Linked DNA regions of Sus scrofa: region 2 is linked to region 1. A link is a contact called in public Hi-C data. All regions are on one chromosome and are shown on one strand. Each heading gives the region's core, a stretch centred on a gene start, on an enhancer-like site or on the middle of the called end of the contact. The rest is flanking DNA. Distances are from core to core; before and after follow the strand shown. Region 1 holds the start of ADAT1 (tRNA-specific adenosine deaminase 1). Region 2 holds the start of TMEM231 (transmembrane protein 231).

The links. Hi-C and Micro-C count contacts between places; a contact is called where the count stands out from the background.
Region 2: a Hi-C map of liver shows a contact between it and region 1, with 4 times the contacts expected there. The contact joins the promoter of TMEM231 here to the promoter of ADAT1 in region 1. A contact is called at or near these places in 1 of 5 promoter capture datasets (liver), 8 of 47 Hi-C or Micro-C datasets (alveolar macrophages, embryonic fibroblasts, fetal heart ventricle and 4 more) and 2 of 2 datasets of contacts at active chromatin or transcription factors (alveolar macrophages and skeletal muscle).

Annotation. Positions count from the first base shown.
Region 1 is chr6:12,071,497-12,079,063 of Sscrofa11.1, reverse strand. ADAT1 (tRNA-specific adenosine deaminase 1) reads right to left here and starts at 2,701. Exons shown (of 10, transcript XM_021093768.1): 1 at 2,648-2,701. It overlaps KARS (lysine--tRNA ligase), which reads right to left. Exons shown (of 14, transcript XM_003126856.3): 11 at 7,551-7,567; 12 at 6,844-6,970; 13 at 6,074-6,217; 14 at 5,315-5,593. The coding sequence ends at 5,495.
Region 2 is chr6:12,136,234-12,143,800 of Sscrofa11.1, reverse strand. It overlaps TMEM231 (transmembrane protein 231), which reads right to left and starts at 3,484. Exons shown (of 6, transcript XM_005664337.3): 1 at 2,614-3,484. The coding sequence starts at 3,114.

The DNA of each region.
Region 1 (7,567 bases), core at 1,452-3,951:
CCCACAGCAGGTTGGTTCTTTAGCTCTCTCCAGTAACTCTCTACTGGTGCCCCCATCAGGAAAGCAACACTTTAATTTCTCTTACCTATTATGACATAAAGGGGAGAAGTGACAGAGCCTAGAGGCTTCTCACCAGTCAAGTGTTCTCAGAGTGAGGACTTTGGAACGACCCTTTCTGGATTCTAACCCTGTTTTTTTTTTCTACAAATTAACTGTGCAATATTGGGTAGATTACTTAACCTCCTCTGGGTCTGTTTCCTCATGTGCTAAAATAGAGACAGGAGTTTTTGCTGTGGCAGAGAGTAAGAACCTGATTGCAGCAGCTCGGGCTGATGTGGAGGTGCGAGTTTGATCCCCAGTCTGGCACAGTGGGTTAAAGGATCTGGAATTGCTGCAAATGTGCAGGTCAAAGCTTTGACTTGGATTCAATTCTTGGCCTGGGAACTTCCATATGAACAGGTGTGGACATTAAAAAAAAAGAAACAGAGGCAGTAGTATTTAACCCACTGGAGTTATCAAGGGGCTTAAAATTTATAAAAAGCAATTGGTCACAAAATTGTAAATCAACTATACTTTAATAAAAATTTTTAAAAAAGCAATTACAGAGTTCCCATTGTGGCTCAGTGGTAGGGAACCCAACTAGTATCCATGAGGACAAGGGTTCGATCCGGGCCCTGCTCAGTAGTTTAAGGATCGGGCGTTGCCGTGAGCTGTGGTGTAGGTCACAGATGTGTCTCAGATCTGGTGTTGCTGTGGCTGTGGTGTAGGCTGGCAGCTGCAGTTCCGATTTGACCCCTAGCTTGGGAAATTCCATATGCCTTGGCTGTGGCCCTAAGAATACAAACAAACAACAAACAAAAAGAGCAACTGGTACAATGTTGAGCATAATTAATAGCAACTGAGATTTTATTTTTATTTTTGGCTACACCCACAGCATGTAAAGTTCCTGGGCCAGGGGTGGAAGCCGTGCCACAGCAGCGACCCAAGCTGCTGCAATGACAACACCAGATCCTTAACCCCCTCTGCCACAAGGGAACTCTTCAACTGAGATTAATCTTACAAAAAAGAACATTTGATTTTCCTGACTGCTTTGCCTTGAGCTCCTTGAAAGGCAGGGAAAAAGTAATGGACACATAAAACCAGAAAGCAGAGCTGACCTAAAAGAGGTCTAGAATAGTTCGATAGAAACTTTCCCACTCTTGACTCTACTGATGCTCATTCAATGACTTCATTTGGATTCAAATATATGAAAAGATTCTTAGGAGAAAATGAGATCAGATGGCAATGGACAAAGTTAAGTGTTTAAAAAAAAAAAAAAGGCTCTGTTGAGCCATAGTGTATATAGCAGACAAATGATTTATCTACAAGGAGCCCCTTGCTCCTATCCTGTTAAACTAATTAAACAAGGAGGCCATCAGACTGAAGAGACTCTAATGCTGTGGTGGTCTATCTAAGCAAACCAAGATCTAAACAATTTCTTTTCTTGCTTCTGCACTTATGCTACATCAGTTTCTACCTTGGCTCCTGTCTGCAGAGGGCTCCTAACTACTTCCACTTAGCTTGTGCCTGATTGGAAAGGATTTTTGCTCAAATAAACTCATAAAAGTTCTAAAATGCCTCAGTTTATAATTTACCAGTTCGGATGTGCAGGCCTGTTATTTCAATAAATGGTCATGGTAAATCAGACCACAGTGATTTAAAACAAGAATCCGGAAGGCACTGACATAAATTACGACTTTAAAGTCAGAGAACCAGCCTAAGTCTTGTATCTCTCTGAGCAAAAGAAAAGCATGGGCGAGCCCAGAATCCTCCATTTAGAAGGGATTTCTCTCTCATTTCAGGGGCAGAGGGGACATACAAGGCAGTATACTTTATGAAGGCAGATACTCTGGCACCAAACTGAAATTAAACCAGAGGCACGCATCACAAATCATAACAGCCAAAGACAACTTGCTAGAAGAAACGCTGACTCCCTACGATACAGCGGCTCAAAACTGTATCACCACCTTATTCAGAGTTGAGTCTGGAGGAGCGTGCCCAGTAGCGGAAATGAATAAATGTTTTGCTGTACTGCGTCCACTATTCTCTCCTAGAACTTGAATAATTTCTTCATATGAAACAACAGTTTAGTTAGACATGCACTTCTTTGCCCACAAGGCGGCATGTTTTAACAGCGGCAAAAAGTTTAAAAACCCACTTCCTTTTGAAAGAAAATTCAAGTCCGGAAGGCTGTCTGGGGAAAAGGCTTTAGCGAGGTTGGAAGGGACGCCTATTTTCCTTAGCCTCCCCTCCTCAACACCCTCCAGAGGCCCATTCGGCCAGGTATGGGTAACTCCAGGCCCGCGCAGCAGGGACAACGTGCACGCCTGCCCGCTGGAGTTATGCGGTATGCAACCCCCGGGTCACGCGCCCCGCGCTCGTCCGCAGCAGTCGCTGTCGGCGCAGGGATGTCAGCATGAAAGGAGCCGCATTTTCCCACCAGACACGCCGCTGGGTGCGGGGGAAGGTCCGCAACATCCACTTCCCACACAAAAAGGGGTCGAGAAAGTCAGACCTACAGCATCTTCCCCGGGAGCCCCAGGGCCCTCCCTATCCTGTGCGCCCTCGGCCCCACGACCGCAACCGCTCACGGACACCGCCCTCCCACCTCCTCGACACGCGCTCTCGAAGGGAGGAAGAAGACCGCGCGGCGCAGCGGACGTGACGTCACAATGAGGTGGCCCTCCCAAGCCTGTTCCCTGGAGGCACGCAGTGCACGCTGGCCCTTGTAGTCCTCCAGGGGCCGGAGCCAGGGGGCTGCAGGGTGGATCCTTAGAGTCCGTCGATTTGCGTTGCTCTGCGTAGATACAGATGTAATGGGCTCAGGGAGGCTGATTCCCCGGTAAGATAGATTCGTACGGTAGAATGAGGTTGTATGTTGGAACACTAGTTTGAATTTTTGTCTAAAACAGGTCTGTCCAGTAGAAATATAATTCGAGCCAGATATGTAATTTAAAATGTTCTAGGCGCTATATTTTAAAAAGTCAAAAGAAAAGGTGAAATTAATTTTAACCATATATTTTAACCCAGGTTATCCAACATATTTCAACGAGTAATCAATATTTAATAAAAATGTTCACTTATTTTACATTTTTTTACACTAACTTAAGAAAACTGGTGTGTATTTTATATCTCAGTTCTGACCAGCCACATTTCAAATGCTCAATAGCTACGTATGGCCGTTGGGTACTGTAGTGGACAGTGCTAGTCTAAAACCTTCGGTTTGCCAAAAATAGGTAGTATAGCTGTTTGGACATTTCAGAAGTCTGTATCATTCAGCAGTTTTTTTTGTTGTTGTTGTTTTTGTTTTTAACTCAGTTCCTAATGATGAGAGAGTTCTCTCAAATGCTAGAGGAGTGCAACTTAATTGACCCCATCCTTCTCCCTAGATCACAGGAAAAGGGCCACAGGCTTCCTCCAAGGATAAGGACCTTGCTCTTCCTCTCTCTCCTACAAGTCTAGAACTTGGGACCATACTTGTTTTTGTTCACCCCCATACAGCAGTTAGCAAATTGTGAGCCTTCAGCTGTTTAAGGGGGTATTTGTCATTTTTCTTGCCAAATGCCACAGATGTCTACAGCTGCTTCATTTCTTCTCTATCTCTGGCATTCTTGAGGCCAGACAGCTGGCTCTGCTCTAGTCTACTACTAAACAGCTTTTTTTTTTTTTTGTCTTTTTAGGATTGCACCCTTGGCATATGGAAATTTCCCAGTCTAGGGGTCAAATTGGAGCTGTAGCCACCGGCCTACGCCAAAGCCACGGCAACACAGGATCTGAGCCACTCGGTGAACTACACCACGGCTCATGGCAATGCCAGATCCTTAACCACTGAGCGAGGCCAGGGATGGAACCCACGTCCTCATGGATACTAGTTGCACTCTTTAACTGATGAGCCACGACGGGAACTCCCTAAACAGCTCCTCATTAATCCTTGTTGCCTTTCCAGTGGTCCACATTGATGGTACAGTGTTGCCAGAAGTCCAGTCCCTTATCTTGACCCCACACCCCTCCTTTGGTGAGATGATTGTTTTTTTTTTTTAGTTAACAGCACCTCGCTGAAGGATGTGCCATAGAAGTGTTTCTTCTGAGATACCACCTCGTCATGTAACCACCACTACCAAGTGCTTCTGGAGTCTGTGCTTTAACACCAGCAAAGATTGAGATGCTCAGCATGCTCTGAAGTTGTTCCCTGTTAGTAGTTTGGTGTGCTTAGATCATTTTACCAACCGCAGAAGTAGACACCTGCTCTGTGAAAGTACACAAAGATGCTCCCAGAGGTTTTGCTGAGATGCCAAAGACAAGTCTTTTGTTGTCAGACTCATTGGGGAAGAGTTACCCCAGCTGCCTCCCTGTGTTACGGGCTCTGTTTTACCAGCAGGCCCTAGTCACATGCTTAGGGCAGCTGAACTGAGCAGAAAGTGAAAACCTTCCCCACTCTTCCCCACCCACTGTCTAACAGGCATATCACAAAACCATTCACTTTTCTCAAACCTGCACTGTTTTTCCATTTCAAGTCAGTGACGACTCTACTTTCTAGTTGGTCAGGCCCCAAACCGTGAAATCATTTTGATTCCTTTTCCTAAAACCCACATTCCAGCAGCATTCTGCTGACCTCAAGAAGACAAAGTCCACCGATGCATAAGCATCTCCATCACTTACCGCTACCTCCCAAGGCTAATCCATCATCTCACCTCAGCCCACAGCTGCATGTCTCCCTTTGTCTTGCCTTCCACATGCTAACTAGGACAGTAGTGCTCAAAACCCTCCGATGGCTTCGCCTCTCACCCCTAAATCTGGCACCTCACTGATCTTATTCCTCTTTGGCCATACCAGACCCCTTTGCTGTTCCCCAAAAGTGCAGCCCTTTAGTCTGGATCATGCTGTGCCACTTAGATCTTTCCGGTCTCCGCTAGAAGAGGTCTTCCGTGATCGCGTAAGGAGCACTGCCCCCATCCACCTCTTTATAAAATAGCGCCTGTCCCCTCTCCCTGCCTTATTTTTCTTCTTAGTATGCATCACTACCAGAAATAAGGATTTACTTGTTTCTTGTTTAGTAGCTTTTCACACCCAGCCCCTACCCCTAAAGAAAATATAAATTCCATGAAAGCAGGAACTTGGCTTTTGTTCCCTGCTGTGCCTCCCAGCTCCTTAGAATAATGGCTGGACATTATATAAATCTGGTGAATGAATAAAGTGCTATAATCCTAAACCTTCATTAGCCAGCTGTCCTGGCAATAAGGTGACATTCCAAAGGTAAAGAGTGATGAGACAGGGGTAGAGACAAATGGTTTATTTGGTAACAAGGAGTAAAAAGGAATTCTTAATTCCTCTTCCCTCTTCTGGTGGCTGAAGTGGACCATGACAGCCAAACAGCCACACACGGGAAATCCCTTGAGGTCCTTGGGCAGAGACGCAGCGACGATGCCCATGTCGTGTGACGTGCCATCACTGTTTTCTAGACAGACGTGCCAGGTGCTGTGTTCTCCGCCGTGTCAGTGGCGGTTACATTCTCCTTCTTGTCTTCAGGTTTCATGGCGGGAAACAGAAGCACTTCCTACAGGAGAATGCATTCTGATAAGCAGCAGCCCTTTCCTCCAGCTATCTACCCATTCCTTTTATCCCTGGTTACTGTTGGCACCAAAATCCAGAGATCTGTGTTCTTTCAATTCGGTCCCTCTCAGTTACAGTGGATGGAAGAGCAGAAAGGCATGCACTGCCCAGGGCATGACGTCAAAGAAAGAATAAACAGAGAGCTTCCCTTCAATTATGATTTACTTCCTCATCTATAAAGCTGGGATAGCAACAGTTTCTGCATGTCACAGGCTGACTTAAGTGAGATATGCATGTCAACGGCTCAGGGTGTTCCTTGAAGCCTCAAGAAGTACAACCAATTAGTATTTCTCCTGCCTCAAGCAGAAAACCCCCAGATGCTGTCAGGTCAGATGACCCCCATCCTGTGTGGCTGTGTGTCAGGGCTCTGCCTGCCCCTCCCCCTGGCCTCCCACACAGCGCGCGCCTTCAGGGTGGCCTGTACCTTGATGTTATTGGAATCCGTGAGAAACATAGTGACGCGGTCGATGCCCATGCCCCAGCCACCTGTGGGGGGCAGCCCATATTCCAGGGCGGTGCAGAAGGTTTCGTCTATGAACATGGCCTCATCATCGCCAGCGGCCTTGGCCTAGAAGAGAACCACGCAGTGGCACTCTCTCTGCGAGCGAGCGAGCACGCTGAAGCGTTCAGAGGCACGGCCCTTCCAGGGATGCTCTGAAGGCCCCGCACCTGCTGGGGACTGGTTTCCCAGAAACTCCAGCGTGGAGCCATTTCTTTCAAAGACCTGGAGGTCAGGACCAATGAACACATGCAACTTTCCCTGTGAAATGAAAACCCCTCCAGCGCCTGGGGCTTTGCGAGTCCAGTGAAACTGATGTTCAGAGACTGCTAATTGCCAACATCTTTTTCTCCCACTTCCTGAAACGACCCCTCAGTGGCAGGGCTAGTGCAGGCAGCCCAGGGGCGCTTTGTCTTCTCATGCCCATGCCACCTCGTTAAATGTGGTATCTAAGGAAAAATGATGTCCCTGTCAAGACAAGTGCCACACTCCCCACACAGACAATTATGCCAAGCTCCATTTCTGGAGAAATCCTAGCGCCAAAACCAGTCGAGCTTTCCATCTTGAAATGTGACTTCCTCCAGTCAAGCCTGTGGCTGCATCTTTCATTTCTATTCAAGTCACCGGGAGTTGCAGCAAGACCAGGGGTAAGGGCGCTATTGTCTGGTGAGGGGACACACACGCTCCTTCCTTACCTTGGCCTGTTCTTCAAAAAGCTGCCGCTGTCGCACAGGGTCATTCAGCTCCGTGTAGGCGTTGCATATTTCCTTTTTCATGACAAAGAGCTCAAAGCGTTCGGTCAGACCCTCTTTAGAGCGGTGCCTGGGGACAGGAGACCAGAGGAGAGGCTGAATACGCAGGTTCGCTAAGAACATCTGGTACGAACACAAGAATTCCTGAATTCTAGGTGACTCACAAGGGTCAGTGATTGTGACCTGAAACCTGCGTGCATTCCTTGGCACCAACTCACGTGACACATTAGTGAGGCGGGCTGGAGACCAGGAAGCTTTAACGATCTTCACAGCAGACCCGTGCGGGACACCCATACACTGAACCACGCCTCCTGGACTCAAGCCCGCCCGTGTGACTTGCTCGCGTCAAGGGAAATCAGCAGAGGCTTGATGTGCGTTTGTACACTGGGATTTATTCTTGGGGAACACTTCCAGTCACCGTGAAAGGAAGCCCTGGCCGCGCTGCCAGAGAGGCCCCATGTGAAGAAGCAGGGCATCTTGGCAAAGTTCCCAGCTGAAAAAAGCCACTTGAGTTACCCAAACCAACAGCACACAGAGCAGAAAGACCACCCAGTGAACCCACAAACTCTTGAGAATACATCGTTGTTTCAGGTGGCTAAGTCCTGAGATGATGCGGCAGTAGGTAACTGAAACAGCACGCTGTATCTTACCATTTGGCCAGAGGGCT
Region 2 (7,567 bases), core at 2,235-4,734, 64 kb before region 1:
GAATGGTTTCACTGAGCCCTGACTCTTCCATCTTCCCAATACAAAGAAATGTGCTAAATTTCTTGAGATATCTAGTTTTTTTTTGGGGGGGGGTGCTGTACTCCCATATGGAGGCTCCCAGGCTAGGGGTGAAATCGGAGCTGTAGCTGCTGGTCTACACCACAGCCACAGCCACACCAGAGCCGAGCTGTCTGTGACCTACACCACAGCTCATGGCAACAACGAATCCTTAACCCACTGATCGAGGCCAGGGATCAAACCTGGTCCACATGGATGCCAGTCAGATTCGTTTCCACTGAGCCATGACGGGAACGCCCTGGTTTTCTTTTATTAACAGTAATCTGTGTGCCCTTTGCTGCAAAACTCCTATGTATCCCAGCTCCCCTCCTTTCCTTAGAGTGGGTTTTCTCAGGGTTACCAGAGAAGCGGTCTCCTGGGCTTAAGTCCTCAGTTTTGTCTACTGAATATAAAACAGAACTCTCAACTTTTAGGTTGAGCAAATTTTTTTTTTTTGTCTTTTCTAGAGCCGCACCTGTGGCATATGGAGGTTCCCAGGCTAGGGGTCCAATGGGAGCTGTAGCTGCCGACCTATGCCAGAGCCACAGCAACGTGGGATCCGAGCCGCGTCTGCAACCTACACCACAGCTCACGGCCACGCCGGATCCTTAACCCACTAAGCAAGGCCAGGGATGGAACCCGAAACCTCACGGTTCCCAGTCAGATTCGTAAACCACTGAGCCACGATGGGAACTCCTCCTTACTGTGTTTTTTATTTGCTTGCGTAGTTTTCTGTGTACTTTTACAATTTCAACATACAGTTTCTATTCCAATTTCTCACAATGTGATGTTTAAAAGTAAAAGCAAATCAAATATCCACCAACAGGAAACTGGTTAAATCCATTACCACTTTCTGTATCGATTACTTTGCAGACCTTAAAAAGAAGTTTGATTAACAAATATTGATACATGGGAAGTTCCTATTGTGGCTCAGTGGTGATGAGCCTGATAGTATCCATGAGGATGTGGGTTTGATTCCTGGCCTCACTCAGTGGGTTAAAGATCCCGAGTTGCCATGAGCTGTGAGGTAGGTCACAGATGTGGCTGATGTGGCTTGGATCCTGCTCTGCTGTGCCACAGGCTGGCAGTTGAAGCTCCAATTCAACCCCCAGCCTGGGAACTTCCATATGTCCCAGGTGTGGTCCAAAAAAAAAAATGAGACATGCAATTCTAGACATACTGAGTCTACCCACATGGAATTAGGTCTAGCAGGGGAGAGATGAGAAATAAATGAATTATACACAAATACTGATATATGTGCCAAACTGGGTCTTTAATTTTATGTCATTATATATACCTGTAACTCTTTAATAATTTACAAGGAGAATTCATAATCATAAAAAAGGTAAGGAAAGTTAAATATTCATAAAAAATCTGAATCCTATTTTGCTTGTGGTTATTCATATGAACAGTCAGATTACTTTTTTTTTCATTTTATTAAGTTGCTGGGAAAAATCTTATTTTTTTTTTTTCAGCTACACCAATTTGGCTGTAGGCCAATCATCTCAGAGGTGTCTAAAGAGATCCAACTTTGAAAGAAGAAAATCCAGAATTTTCCTACTTTCAAAGGAAAATGTCTCCTGAAAATGAGCGTAAAGGGGTGGGTGACTATAAAGGAAGCATTCACTTACCTCGAATCAGACACTAGATTACAGGCAGTAAAAAACTTCGTTTTCACCCCCAGACGGCGGCAGGATGCAGCAGCATCTCAGGAGGCAAGCCCAGGGAGGCTGGACTGGGCCAGCAACAGTCTGGGGAGGTCACTTAACCAATCAGCGCCTCTGCTTCCACATGTCAGTCTGCCTAAAAATACCCGCCCTTTTTGTTGCTACTGCTTGCTGAAGCACAAGCCAGCTGCAAGAACGAGTAATTAAAGAGAGCATTAGACATTCGCGTCATGGCTCAGCGCTTAACAAGTCTGACTAGCATCCGTGAGGACGCAGGTTCAATTCCTGACCTCCCGCACAGGGTTACGGATCCGGGACCTGGCGTTGCCATGAGCTGTGGTGTAGGTCGCAGACGCGTCTCAGATGCCTCTTTGCTCTGGCCCTGGCTTGGGCTGGCGGCTACAGCTCTGATTAGACCCCTAACCTGGGAACCTCCATATGCTGCGGGTGCGGCCCTAAAAAAAAAAAAAAAACAGAAAAACCAAAAAAAAAAAAAAAAAAAAAAAGAGAGAGAGAACGTCAACTGGCTTTCACGACTCAGCAACTTTCGCGACCACGCTTCCATCAGGCCACGCCCACGGAAATGGGGGCCAGAGACAGGCTGTCCGCAGGCTATCAGTCTCTGTGTGGGACACACACCCTGACAGCAGTGACTAATTTTCTCGGGGGTGGTGGACGGCTTGGAGAATTCGAATATTACAAAATATTTACTCCCCAGGAAATTAAATATAAGCTTAGGCCAATGAGCCTGTACACACAACTTCTGTGGATTCGTAACTCCTTCAGACCCAAGCAGGGCCCCCAGGGACAAGGACCCGGACCGCCCAGCTTCCTCCCACGCATGCCCCTATCCCCATCTCCATCCATACACCCGCCCAGAACCACGCACCGAAACGAGCGGGACGCGCAGGTGATCCCCCTGCAGTCGGTTGAAGGCAGGGAACGTGCTCCAGGCCAGGAATCCGCCGTGCGCGTGCTCAGGTCCCAGCAAGGCCACGAGCAGCACTTGGTGCTGGAAGCGTACGGTCGGCTGCTCCTCGTAGCTACTCCGTTTCAGCCAAAACCCTGAGGTAAAGAGGGCAGGAGGCAGAGGGGAAGAGGTTAGGGAGGCCGGCGGGAGCACCGGGGAGAATCCTGTCGCGCACTGGCCTTCAGGCAGGCTCACCGTGGCTCCGGAAGGCCACCAGCAGCGGTGGGATGTACGTGAGGGCGGTGGCCAGCAGCAGGAACAGCGCGGCCTTGGAGCAGAGCCCCGCGCGGTAGCCGCGCTCCACCGGGTGAGAAAAGAGTTCGTGGAGCGCCATGAGCACAGGTCGGAGTCGGGCTGCGCGTCCCGGACCCCTCCGCGGTTCCAGAGACTCGACCAACTTTGGCTTCTCCTGGTTGCCATAGCCTTGGTCTCCACGGCAACCGCAGGCGCGGGGAAAGGAACCAATAGCAAGGAAGCTGGCTTTGGTGGGGGTGGGGCTAACGGGGGGCGGTACCCACTGGTGGATCGTAGTCCTAGCTTTAAGCGTTAGGCGCCCTTTCCTATAAGCTGAGCAGAAATGGAATGTTCCGTGCCCCCAAATCTTAGCATCGCCCTTGTTAACATTTGTGTCAAATTAGATTTTCATAAATATTAAAGTAAATACCTGCATAAGTGTCATCTGTTAATCCCCAATGTGGTTCACTGTACACTGAGTCCAGTAACGGCACACCTTACATTGGAGGAAAACAGTGTGGTCCTGGACCTGGTCACTCCTTTGTATCCAAATGTACCTTTTTTCTTTCTTTCTTTTCACTTTTATTTATTTATTTGTTTGTTTGTTTTTAGGGCCGCATCCGCAGGCATATGGAAGTTCCCGGGCTAGGGGTCAAATAAGAGCTGCAACTGCCGCCTACAGCACAGTTCCAGCAACACAGGTTCTGAGCTGCGTCTGTGACCTACACCACAGGCCATGGCAATGCCAGTTCCTTAACCCACTGAGCGAGGCTAGTGATCCAATCCACATCCTCATGGATGCTAGTCAGGTCCCTTACCACTGAGCCAGGGCAGGAACCCCTGTCTCCAAATTTTCTAATGCTTTCACTAGTCCATAGCAAGACAGACACCGAAACAGGTCACAAAGCACCCTGCTCTTCAAGGGATAAGGATAATTACTATATAGCTCTACTATACTATGTTATAGTTGAGCACAGGCTTGACGACCTGTTTTGGGGAAGCTCTGGCCCTCTGCAAAGTTAACCTTGGTGTGTCACTTCATTAAAAGCTCTCCCTAGTATTTCAAACAAGGCAGAAGGATCTTTTTTTTTTTAAGGGCCATACCCATGGCATATGGAGGTTCCCAGGTTAGGGGTCAAATTGGACCTACAGCTGCCAGCTTATGCCACAGGCATGGCAATGCAGGATCCAAGCCATGTCTGCAACTTACACCATAGGTCATGGCAACACCAGATCCCTAACCCACTGAGGGAGGCCAGGGATCAAATGGATCCTCATGGATACCAGTCTGATTCGTTTCCACTGGACCACAATGGGAACTCCCAGGATTTTTTTTTAACACGTTCAACAGCCAACTTCTTTATCAAAAGGACCCGAAGAATCAAATGTCAGTGCCAAGAGATAGTGTGAGGTTTGTTATCAGAATGGAGTCCAGCAGTAGACGCTCCTATTTCAAAACCAACCTAGAAGTGCTTTTGTCTTCTAGTTTCATTGGGATATAACTGACATACAGCACCATATAAGTTTAAGGTGTACAACATAATGATTTGACTTACATACATCATAAAATGATTACAATAAGTTTAGTGAACCCTTCACCTCATATAGAAAATTAAATAGAAAATATTTTTCCTTATAATAAGATCTCTTAGGATTTATTCTCTTTCTTTCATATGTAACCCAGTGCAGTGTTAATTATATTTATCATGTTGTACCTTATATCCCTAGTACTTATCTTGTAACTGCAAGTTTGTACCTTCTTTTCATCCAATCCCCTCTTCCCTCCACCCTGATTCTGGTAGCCACAAATCTGATCTCTTTTTTTAATGAGTTTGTTTATTTTTGGAAGTATAAGTGACCTACAACCCTATTAGTTCCTGTTTCACAGTATGAAGTATTTCTACACATTTCTTTTTTTTTTTTTTTTTTTTTTTTTTTTTGGTCCTTTTAGTGCCGCACTTGCGGCACATGGAAGTTCCCAGGCTGAGGGCCCTGAGCCACAAGGGGAACTCAAGTATACCTATACATTTAAAAACGATCACCATGAGAAGTCTAGTTACCATAACCTAGAAGTGGGTTGTAGATGAGGAAAACAGCTGAGATCCTAACAACACAGAGAGAGGTCAAGACCTCCCTTATGCGAGAACTATCCAGAGTCCAAGCTGACAATGTCAGCAGCCATAAGATGTTTCTGACATATCTGGTCCCGTACTATATATTCTTGCTTTAAAGCTTTTCTGAGGTAGCAACACAGCTGTAAAAAATTGATAGGCTTAAATCTATGTTGCGATTCTGACCTATTGTATCTGTGCTTTAAGCGAATGTCTTTCATTTATATAACCATTAAAATAAAATTTAGAGGCGTTCCTTTGTGGCTCAGTGGGTTAAGGATCTGGCAGTTGTCACTGCTGTATCATTGGTTAGAGTTTTGGGGTAGGTTCAGTCCCTGGCCCGGGAACTTCCCCAGGCCATGGGTGCCGCCACAAAATTTAAAAATTTAGGGAGTTCCCATCGTGGCTCAGCGGTTATGAACCCGACTAGTATCCATGAGGACACAGGTTTGATCCCTGGCCTCGCTCAGTGAGTCAAGGATCCGGGGTTGCTATGAGCTGTGGTGTAGGTCGCAGGCATGGCTTGGATCCAATATTGCTGTGGCTGTGGTGTAGGCCGGCAGCTACAGCTCCGATTTGACCCCTAGCCTGGGAACGTCCATATGCCTGTGGGTGTGGCCCTAAAAAGACAAAAATAAAATAAAATAAAATAAAAATTTAGAATAGATGATTATTTTTTGTTTGTTTTTTGTCTTTTAGGGCCACACCTGTGGCATATGGAGGTTCCCAGGCTAGGGGTCTAATTGGGGCTGTTGCCACTGGCCTAGCCACAGCAACGTCCAAGCCGCGTTTGCAACCTACACTACTGCTCACGGCAGTGCTGGATCCTTAACCCAGTGAGTGAGGCGAGGGATCAAACCTACAACCTCATGGTACCTAGTCGGATTCGTTTCCGCTGCACCACAACTGGGAACTCCTAGAATAGATGACTCTAATGTTGCCTCCTAGGGGGCTCTGCTCTGAGGAAGGAGGTGTTTGCCCCTAAAGCTCCTTTCAGTAGAAGGAAACATACTGTAGCTAGTGTCAGCTTATTCATTGCTGAAAGAGGGAGCTGACTACTAAGGAGTCAGGTGAATGCAGTGCTTCAGCCTCCCCTGAGATGCCATGAGCTTTGCAAAAGTATTTAACAATATAAGGATATTAATACTTACTCTTTGCTTCAATGATTTGAGGAAGCTACTTTTTGGGGTTTTATTTCAATTCTTTGAGAGAATATTATATTTTGTTTGTTTGTTTTGTTTTTTAGGGCCGCACCTGTGGCATGTGGAGGTTCCCAGGCTAGGGGTCAAACTGGAGCTAGAGCTGCCGGCCTACGCCTCAGCCACAGCAACATGGGATCCAAGCCACACCTGTGACCTACACCACAGCTCATGGCAATGCCAGATCCTTAACCCACTGAGTGAGGCCAGGGATCGAACCCGCAACCTCATAGTTCAGATTTGTTTCTGTTGCACCCCCAATGGGAACTCTGAGAATGTTAGATTTTTTTTTTAAATGCTAAGGATTTGTGTATATTTTGTTATTTTCATACATTCATGACTAAGAACTGACTTCGTTTCTATTTCCATAATTTCCTCATGTTTTATGCAATTTGCAAGGACAAAGTGAGTCATTCTCTTAAAACTATACATTTTAATCATGTTCTACTCCTTTCTATAATCTCCCATTCAGAGTCTCTTGAATCCCTTCAGAACTCCAACTCCAGAACCTCAACACTTTCCAACCTTTCTTTCACCTTGGCATTTGTATCACCAGATCTCTGGCTTCCCAGTTCCCTTTTCCAACTTCAGCCTTTGTTTCTAACTATTACGGGAAGTTTACACTTTGGAAAATGTACCTTCTTTCTGCAACCCAAGATTCATATTCTCTGTGAAGTCTTCCTTGATAAGCCTCACCTGGCTTGGTGTGGCCCCCCATTGCCCTAGGGGACTCCTTAGTATCCATGATCACATGGTTCCCTCCCCAAGGTTTGAAATTTACTCTGCATGTGTGATAAGCTGGTTGATGTGTAATTGCATACATTCATTATTCTATTTCTCCTCCTGACTTATCTCTTCAACTAACCACCACCTCAAGGAAGGCATCCAGTGTCCTTAGAACATTTCAGTAAGCTCGATATAATGACCCAGTAGGTAAAGAAGGTGACACAGAGCATCACAGCAGATCAGAGAAATTACAATAGTGAACTGGAAAAGGATGTCAAGAAGGTAGGTAAAGGAGTTCCTGCTGTGGTGCAGTGGGTTAAGAATCTGACTGCAGCAGCTCTGGTCGCTGTAGAGGTGTAGGTTCGATCTGGGCCTGGCGCAGCGCATTAAAGGATCTGCCGTGGTCACAACTGTGGCTTGGATTCAACCACTGGCCCAGGGATTTCCATATGCCTCAGGTGTGGCCATAAAAAAAGTTTTAAAAAAAGAAGGTAGGTAAAGATAGAAGAAAGACATTGCACATCATTGAGACCATTGGGGTCATACATGCTTGTAAGCTGGTGAGCAGTGGCTCACTGCCCTGAGAAGTGTGCTAAAGTCTTC